2 separate regions of the Drosophila melanogaster genome follow, and region 1 is linked to region 2. Evidence: chromatin contacts called from public Hi-C data. All regions are on one chromosome and are shown on one strand. The core of a region is the stretch at or near the end of the contact, and the rest is flanking DNA. Distances in the headings are between cores, read along the strand shown.

Region 1 (4,448 bases), core at 1,499-3,998, 44 kb before region 2:
TTACCTATCGGCAGGGCAAAGATATTGGGCAGAGGCCTAGTCATGTAGAACATGAAGTGGAACTGCGTAATAGTGATGGCTGTGAACCACAGGCGGACCTCAACTCCGTAAATCTTTGTCACCGCCTGCCGTAGGCTGTTCCAGGCCACAGAGATGGCCCCAGCCAAGACAAGGCGCACTAAGGGGTTCATAATCAATTAACACTCCGAAATAGGCAGTTGAAATGCTGATTTTACCTACATATTGGGCCCAGAACTTGTTGATGCTAAGGGTCTCGAAGAGCAGGACAAACGGGGCTGAGATAATGGACACCACCAATGGGCCGATGAAGGTGCGTGGAACCACGCCCGGATAGTCATGGTGATCGTACTGAAATTCAGAAAGATATTAGTGATCTGGCAGGAGGTTTGGGGAACCTTTGTCCTCCACCTGCGTAAAGTTGTTTCGCAGATAAAGAATGTCGTGCATGGCCTGGAGATTGAAGCTCTCCTCCACTTTCGTAAAGGGCGTGTAGACCAAATGGGCCGCCGCCGTCACAAAGATTAGGATGTCCATGTTGCGGGCGGTTTTGGCTGTCGGGTGTCGCTGGTGTGCAAAGTGTGCTGGACAGGAATCGGGGCGTTACATAATGGCCATATTTGTTTTGACACCGATATCTATATATTCTAGTCCGTTGGAAAATCTATAAATTTCTGCGCGATGGTATCTGACGAAGATTTCCCAATCGAAGCCGGCGTTGCACAATGTCGATATCTAGCCACCTTTCTTTGACTAAGTGTTTGAATGTCTCACAAAAAGTGTCAATGCCTAGGCATATATATTTTTCCTATGCCGAAGAGAATTTGTGGTTCCAAAATAAACCAAAATAGATATATAAATAGATCGCTCCACGTCGGAGGCAGAAAAGCAAGCACAACAAAAACAAATCCAAGAAAAACAACAGGTCGGTTCAACAGCTGATTGCCATTCACGTGGCGACGCGAAAAGTTTCGAAGGAGCGTTAAAAATCATTTTAGAAATTGTATAATTTTTATATATCGATCGGGCTTAATCAACATAGTTTGAAAATACAATATATCATAACTTCGCATTCAATAAGTATTAAATAATTGTTTCTGGTTACGCTCATGTATTGAAGCTTTTTTAGTATTGCCATTCTTATCCTGTTAACAGTTATCGATATTTTTTTTACGATAACCTGCTTTAGCCTTTGAAAATTCGTGTCATTGCCTTTCACTTCGAATCGAATCTCCACAGGGATAAGACGAAAATGCGTTTGTTAAAGGAGGAAATTGCCCAGTTTCACGAGCAGTCGCTGGAGAAGTATGATGGACTGGATCCGCATGATCTGTATGTACTATATAAGAAGCTTCAGATGGAGCTGGAGCTCATCCAGGTGCAGGAGGATTATATCAAGGAGGAGCAACGCAATCTGAAGAAGGAGTTCATACACGCTCAGGAGGAAGTTAAGCGCATAAAAGCCGTGCCTCTGGTCATTGGCCAGTTTCTGGAGGCGGTGGATGAAAACAACGGCATAGTGGCCTCCACCACCGGATCCAATTACTATGTTCGAGTGCTATCCACCATTGACAGGGAGCAACTGAAGCCGTCCTCTTCGGTTGGGCTGCACAAGCAAAGCAATTGTCTGGTCGATCTGGTGCCACCGGAGGCGGACAGCACCATATCGATGCTATCGCCGGATGAGAAACCGGATATCAGCTACTCCGACATTGGAGGCTTGGACATCCAGAAACAGGAGATACGCGAGGCTGTCGAGCTGCCCTTGACCCACGCCCAGCTTTACAAGCAAATTGGTGGGTATTCGCAATATCAAAAGACTATTTCCACTAATTCTCTTCCAGGCATCGATCCCCCACGCGGCGTCCTCCTTTTTGGACCACCTGGATGTGGCAAAACCATGCTGGCCAAGGCGGTGGCCCATCATACAACTGCATCATTTATTCGTGTCGTGGGCTCCGAGTTCGTCCAGAAATACCTAGGCGAGGGGCCACGCATGGTGCGAGATCTTTTCCGCCTGGCCAAGCAGAATTCTCCTTCAATTATCTTCATTGATGAGATCGATGCGATTGCCACCAAGCGCTTTGATGCACAGACAGGTGCTGATCGCGAGGTGCAGCGCATCCTGCTGGAGCTACTCAACCAAATGGATGGCTTTGATGAGACCACCAACATTAAGGTTATCATGGCCACCAATCGTGCAGATACCTTAGATCCGGCTCTGTTACGACCCGGCCGTTTGGATCGGAAAATTGAGTTACCATTGCCGGATCGTCGCCAGAAGCGCTTAGTTTTCACCACAATCACCTCGAAAATGAATGTGGGTGAGGATGTGGATCTGGAGGACATCATTGCACGTCCGGACAAGATCTCCAATGCGGATATCAATGCCATTTGCCAAGAGGCTGGTATGCATGCAGTGCGCGAGAATCGCTATGTGGTCAATGCCAAGGACTTCGAAAAGGGTTATAAGACCAGCGTGCGCAAGGACGAAGCTCAGCATGAGTTCTATAGCTAGATGATTAATTTCAAATACAATCTGAATATGTAAACTTGTAGTATTTAACAAAGCCAATCCCGAGTTTACCAAAATCCTGAAACTTCGAAATATATTAGTCAATACTGGTGCTTTAAATAAAAGAAAATCAAAATTAAGGGCGGCTTGGCGCGCAATTCAAAATAACCGATAGACTTCGATAGCGATTGTGGGTGGCGGGGGTGAAAACGCGCGCGTTTGCATGTGACTGTCGGAACAGCTGTTGGTTCAAAACTTCTTCCCGGATTTTGCCGGGTTTCGCTTTGGGTTTATTTGGTTAGTGAATACTGCTGCCACGATGATGCATCTAGAGTGGTATGTGACGAAGATAAAGCCAGCGGTGGAAGGCTTCATCAAGGAGCCCAGCAAGGACACGTTGTCGGTGGTGGAGCGCGCAATCGAGGGATTCAACTTTGGAGAAATGCGCATTTACCAGGTGCAAACGGTGGTGCCACTGGTGGTCAAACTGGATGAGCTAACCGGGTAAGTGGCTCCGCTCCGCTTGGGTTTTCGACTTCAGAGAAGACTGTCTCTTCCGCAGAGAAAACCAGGAACTTCGCACCAGCCTGATGAACTGCTTAAGCAACATTGTCTCCAAAACATACCTGGCCGATGAGAAGGGTCTGCGTTCCATCCTGGTGGTGGTGCTGCAACAGGTACGCGACTCCAAGACAGCGTCCATGCGACCAAACCTTTCCGAGGAAATCAAACTGGCAGCCGTTCAGTGTATATTCGAGGCACTTCGTCGCTCCACCACTGATGTGGTGGAATCTTTCTACGTTAAGGAGACTGCGATGGTTATTGGCCAGATACTGATCATGCTCTTGGAAATCATCGAACAGGAAAAGTATCGAAAACTCGTACAGACAGCCATTCAGTGTCTGATGATGGTTTTCTATGTCCATGACGAATCCGATCAAGTGGATGTTGTCCTGCGTAGTCAGGTAGCCAATACCATATTTATATTCCTTCCCAAGGTACTCATCGTGCTGTTCAAAACATCAATGAAAGATGACAAGGTGGGAGAGACTATAAAATCGGTGAGTTTTTCGATGGTTTTGTATAACTTCATTTATATTGATTTAAATATTATAATTAGATGGCAATTCAAGCGCTGGGACGCATTATTTGCATAATGTTTGAGGAGACCACTAATGAGTTTATAAAAATGCGCTACGATGGAGATGCCTTCCGCAAACTGTTCAAAAACAACGAAGAGGCTCATCAATGCGATTTCACCTTTTTTGCCAGCAAGAAGGCTACTACAGAACAGAATGAGGAGCGATTGCATCAAATGCAAACGGAGCTTCGTTCGCATCAGTGGGTGGCCGCCACTTCGAGGCACCTTCGACCAATATTTGCCGAAATGAGTATTCTACGGACTCACAGCGCAATACGGGTAAGGGAATCCTACTCCGATATGTGTTGCCTGTTGCTAAAACATTGTGCTTACAATCTGAGGGGAAACTTTCTCCATGTACTAGAGAGCGTATTGGCTCTGTCAGAGGACGAGAATGAGAAGATAGCCCAGCGGTGCAGGGACACCCTACTTCTGCTGCAACAACAGGCCAGCAGCCAAGACATATTCGATGAGAATGCGGAGATGCTGCTAGATGCACACCTCAATAAATGGCCACGCATACTGCATCGCTGCGAGGACAACGAACAGTTTGCCGAGCTTCTGTTCTTCAAAGGATTCCTACGCAACGTCAACACCGATAAATTGCAGCTATTGCTGCTAGTTCCCAAAAATCTGGAGATGTTCGTCACTTGTCTGTTGACAGCACTAGATCAACGGCCAACCAGGGACCTTCTCAACGAGGAATACTCACTTCGACGTATTCGAGAAGGTGATTCCAAAGGTCTGGCCGCCGAACTGGCCAAACTGCCTTGG
Region 2 (4,001 bases), core at 686-3,185:
TTTGAGGGAGTAGTTGACTTTCTAGGTATATCTTCACATGCAAAATCATCATCGAAACCAAAAAGATTCGACCGCGTTTGACTGCGTTGCGCTGGGGATGACGTCGCCATTGGACGAGGTGCCACTCTGGTAGGAGTGATTTCTTTTGAAACAGTGGCCGTCACGTTCTTCTTCCAAGACGGCAGTGTCACTACTTCTAGTATGTTAATATCCTTAAAGGGCGTTCGTTTCTGCAGCGTTCTCCGAGGATTCGGCAGGTGCACAAAGTTCTCCGCATTCTCTTCGCTTTCCTGGTCATTGATCGACATCGATTTGCTAATTGTGGGAGGGGGACGGTTCTCCTCATTCGAGTCGTTCGCATTTGAGTCATGATTTTGCTCGTGCAAAGGCGGACAAATGGATTCCTCGTGAGGGATGTTCTCAGCATGCTCTACCGGCGAATCTGGCACATAGACATGCCGACGTTGCACATGATCACTGGAGTACGATGGCATCTGGGAGTTGTTGAAACCAAACATGAAAGTATTGGGCAATGGTGAATCGTCGGAAACGCGCCAGGGGGATTTGCCTCCCGCGGTCCTAACTGCATTTGGAGACTGGTGGGCAATAGGCGACAATGCAGTGGTGGTGGCACTAACATCTGTCACCGGAGGAGCTCTGCGATTCAGCGGCGTGCTAACCAATTGTCGCGCCATGTTGATAAGTTCTCGACGTCTGTCTGTAGATGGCAGTGGATTTTGCGCCTGGGTCTGGTTAAGCATTACGGATCGGGCCAAATTACTGTAGGCTCCTTCGTGCGCTTGCTTAGAAGTGCTCGGCTCCACATGTACCTGGACGGGCACTTCGATGGGCTGCACGTATCCGTGCTCCGAATCGTTGCTATAATCTTCCTCGGGCTCGAAAATGGTCGATAAGGAGCGTGATGGCTTTTGAAGGCGCGGTTCTATGGACTTGGGAACGACCTTGACTGGCTCAGGCTCATTGTCTTTTGTCGAAACCTTTCTTCGATTACCCACAGGTCGGACCTTCTTTGCTGTTCTTTTGGCTCTCGGTTTGCCGATTTTTCTTGACCGCACCATTACGCAGGCCTTTCCATCCTTAACCAAACGCTGAATTATGTCTGCCGCCGGATCCTCCCTGTCACTGTCATCTTCGATCTGCGACTGCGACAGAAAATCGAAAACGTTGCGGGTCACCGATGATCGTGTCCTGGTTAAAGGCTGATCTCTGTGGAAGAAACGAGGTGGTTTTTTGGGCGAAATCTCAGCTGCCGGTCCACTAGGGCTTTTACTCCTTATGCGTTGCTGACATGGCGATGTTTCGGGACCTGCAAGTAGTTGTGCTTATCAAGAAAAGTCCATCATCCGCCTGGTGAGAGCCTCTTACCTGCCACATTTTCCTTGATATTTTGGGGTTGCGTTGATTTCTGTACCTTCGAAGGAATGTACATCGTCGAGTTGCGAGCCGGCTCAAAAGTGCTGGCATCCACATCAGGCGCATCATTTCGAGAAATTTCGGATACGACACCGTTTTTTACCTTAATGCGCCTTATTTTTACCACGCATTTTCTTATGCGACACTCTGGCTCGTTTAGGGCTGTCAAAGATTGTTTGTTTGATAGTTTCGTGGGACGCCCGGGTTTTCGTATTATCGTGGTCAAATCAGCTCCGAGTTTCTTGGGACGCCCGGGTTTACGTATTGTGGTCAAATCAGCTCCGATGGACAGCTTCTTGGGACGCCCGGGTTTGCTTATCGTTGTGCTTAAGTCAGCTCCGATGGACTGTTTCTTGGGACGCCCGGGATTGCGTCTCGTTGCGGTGTTCACATCTGGCGACGGAACACACGGCACCGGCCGTGTTCTTACCATTTTAAGAATATAATTTGTTTACCAAATGAAATTCATGTACAGCTCCCGCCATTTTATTTACTAGTATGACCATCCCCCGATCTCTAAGACTTGCCATGAAAACCACTGAACACCAGTAGGTGTGAAGCTTGACTAACCAGCTAACCGAGACACTTTTCAACACTGAGCGCCAGGGACGGAGCACCGATAGTTGTCGATAGGCGGACAGAGAACCAGATGATTGGCCTCGCAATAATGTAAAAAATAAATAATTAGCTGTTTCCAAATAATCCAAATTCCAAATTCCTTGCACTACGATCCACCGTGCGTGTGTTCGTCGCCGTGAATGTGTGCGGGCAGTTTCGTTTCACGCGCCCCAAGCAAGTACAGCTGAAAATTGAGAAGGAAAGCAAGAAAGAAAACCCCCCAAACTGAAAATCGAGTGAAAGTTTTCTCATCGTCTTTGTTTTGTAATTGTGATTTTCCTGCCTGCTGCCAGCGCTCATTACTGGCAATATTGGATCGACGTCGACATAGTGTCGCTGCTGCGGGCGCGGGTGGCCGACGGCGACTATAGCAACTACACCTTATAGCTACTATAATACTAATGCTATACTCGCGGTCCCTATTGTGATTGTGTTATATATTTAAATCGACTCGATTCGAATCGAATCCAATCGCTGTCGTGGTCGCAGTCGCATTCGCGTTTTCTGGGACTGCTGCAAAAGGCCTTGCGATTTTCTGCGCCAGGTACTGTGTAAAGACGTCGATGTGGGAAGGGGGGTGGAGGCGGTTGTGGGATGGTTGGGATGGCACGGGGCGAATCCCAATAAGAAACTAGCGCGAAAACTGGCATACCAGCGTACATACATACGTACGTACATCGCACGCGACACATGCCATACATACATAGGCGAATTATAATGGCAACAAATAAATGCAACCGACCCAGCAGTTGAACCACTACCACCTATACCACCACTACTACCAAAACCAGACCCTATCCAATTCATTCCAATCCAATCCCAGGCAACGAGAACCCGAAGGCTGACTGTGACGCCAGTGGGGGAAATGGAAATGGAGCCAAGGCAGATGTACATATCTGTGGATGTATCTGCGAATTATGTCTCAGGGTCAAGGACACTGCTTCTGCCTCGCTAACCGTTGTTTGACCTTATTAACGAGTCGGAAGTGGTGGATTCGCCGCTCACCGACTTTAGGGATACCCTTTCGGTTCGCTTATCCAAAGAATAGTAGCTTAGTAGATACATTCATTGGTAGATAGTTGTCCCCCAAAACGAGTCATGCATATAGTCTTTATACTTTGCAAAATAAGTCAAGGTAAATTGAAATGTCCTCCAAATTGTAGATTTCCCTGCGTACTTATAAATCCAATATTAGTTTTTAGATAATCTTTTTCTTTTGAATGCAACATCTCATTAACTTCCGACAAAAGTCAACATAGCTATACATTATTGATCAAACTCTTCGTATCTTCAACCAACTTCGACTAAAATGATTGTCTAAGCTTACAATTGTTCAGAAATTAAACTATTTTGAAGTAAAAAAGGCAGCCAGGTGGATTTGACTAGTAAAAGCATATTTTATGGGATCCCCTTACTTGGTGACACTCGTGTATCCCATATCAAATATTCAACGTATGATCCCTTTCTCCTTGGCAGATCAACTGCATTGGCCGGCTCCGCGCATAAACAATGTGCGATACCAAAGACGATGCGCAGAAATGGAAATGTGAAACTTGCACCTACGAGAACTACCCATCCTCGCTGAAATGCACCATGTGCCAGGCGTCCAAGCCGCTGCTCAACGAGGACATCTTCCGGTATGACAACTCTGACGATCTATACCTAATCTTCTGCTAATTAATACTTGCTAATTCTTGCAGTCTGAGTCCAGCCCAGGAGAGCTGCACCGTTGCGGAGGAGGCGGCTGCCGTCGAAGTAGCCGTAATGTCGCCCACACCTTCGTCCACGTGCTACTCGCTCCAGCCGCAGAGCCAGGCACGGCAGAGCAACGTGGCGGACAGCGAAAAGTGGCCCTGCAAGGTGTGCACCTATCTCAATTGGCCGCGGAGCCTGCGCTGCGTTCAGTGCTGCACGAAGCGCGGTGGCGAGGCGATAGAGCGTGGCAAAAA

Evidence for each region. A called contact is a pair of places that touch in the nucleus more often than the background predicts.
Region 1: a contact with region 2 is called in a Hi-C map of the Kc167 cell line, with 2.1 times the contacts expected there. A contact is called at or near these places in 49 of 107 Hi-C or Micro-C datasets (the Clone 8 cell line, the D17-c3 cell line, the Kc167 cell line and 15 more) and 4 of 7 datasets of targeted methods (the Kc167 cell line and the S2 cell line).

The regions. Positions count from the first base shown.
Region 1 is chr3R:9,752,986-9,757,433 of dm6, reverse strand. It overlaps Tti1 (Telo2 interacting protein 1), which reads left to right and starts at 2,748. Exons shown (of 5, transcript NM_141680.2): 1 at 2,748-3,037; 2 at 3,096-3,594; 3 at 3,654-4,448. The coding sequence starts at 2,853. Rpt3R (Regulatory particle triple-A ATPase 3-related) reads left to right here and starts at 924. Exons shown (of 3, transcript NM_169308.4): 1 at 924-943; 2 at 1,258-1,814; 3 at 1,863-2,699. The coding sequence starts at 1,271. The coding sequence ends at 2,536. It overlaps Alg12 (Alg12 alpha-1,6-mannosyltransferase), which reads right to left and starts at 943. Exons shown (of 6, transcript NM_141682.4): 1 at 430-943; 2 at 237-369; 3 at 5-178. The coding sequence starts at 555.
Region 2 is chr3R:9,709,076-9,713,076 of dm6, reverse strand. dmt (dalmatian) reads right to left here and starts at 1,935. Exons shown (of 3, transcript NM_079571.2): 1 at 1,387-1,935; 2 at 1-1,327. The coding sequence starts at 1,867. It overlaps trbd (trabid), which reads left to right and starts at 2,040. Exons shown (of 9, transcript NM_141674.3): 1 at 2,040-2,596; 2 at 3,529-3,689; 3 at 3,753-4,001. The coding sequence starts at 3,562.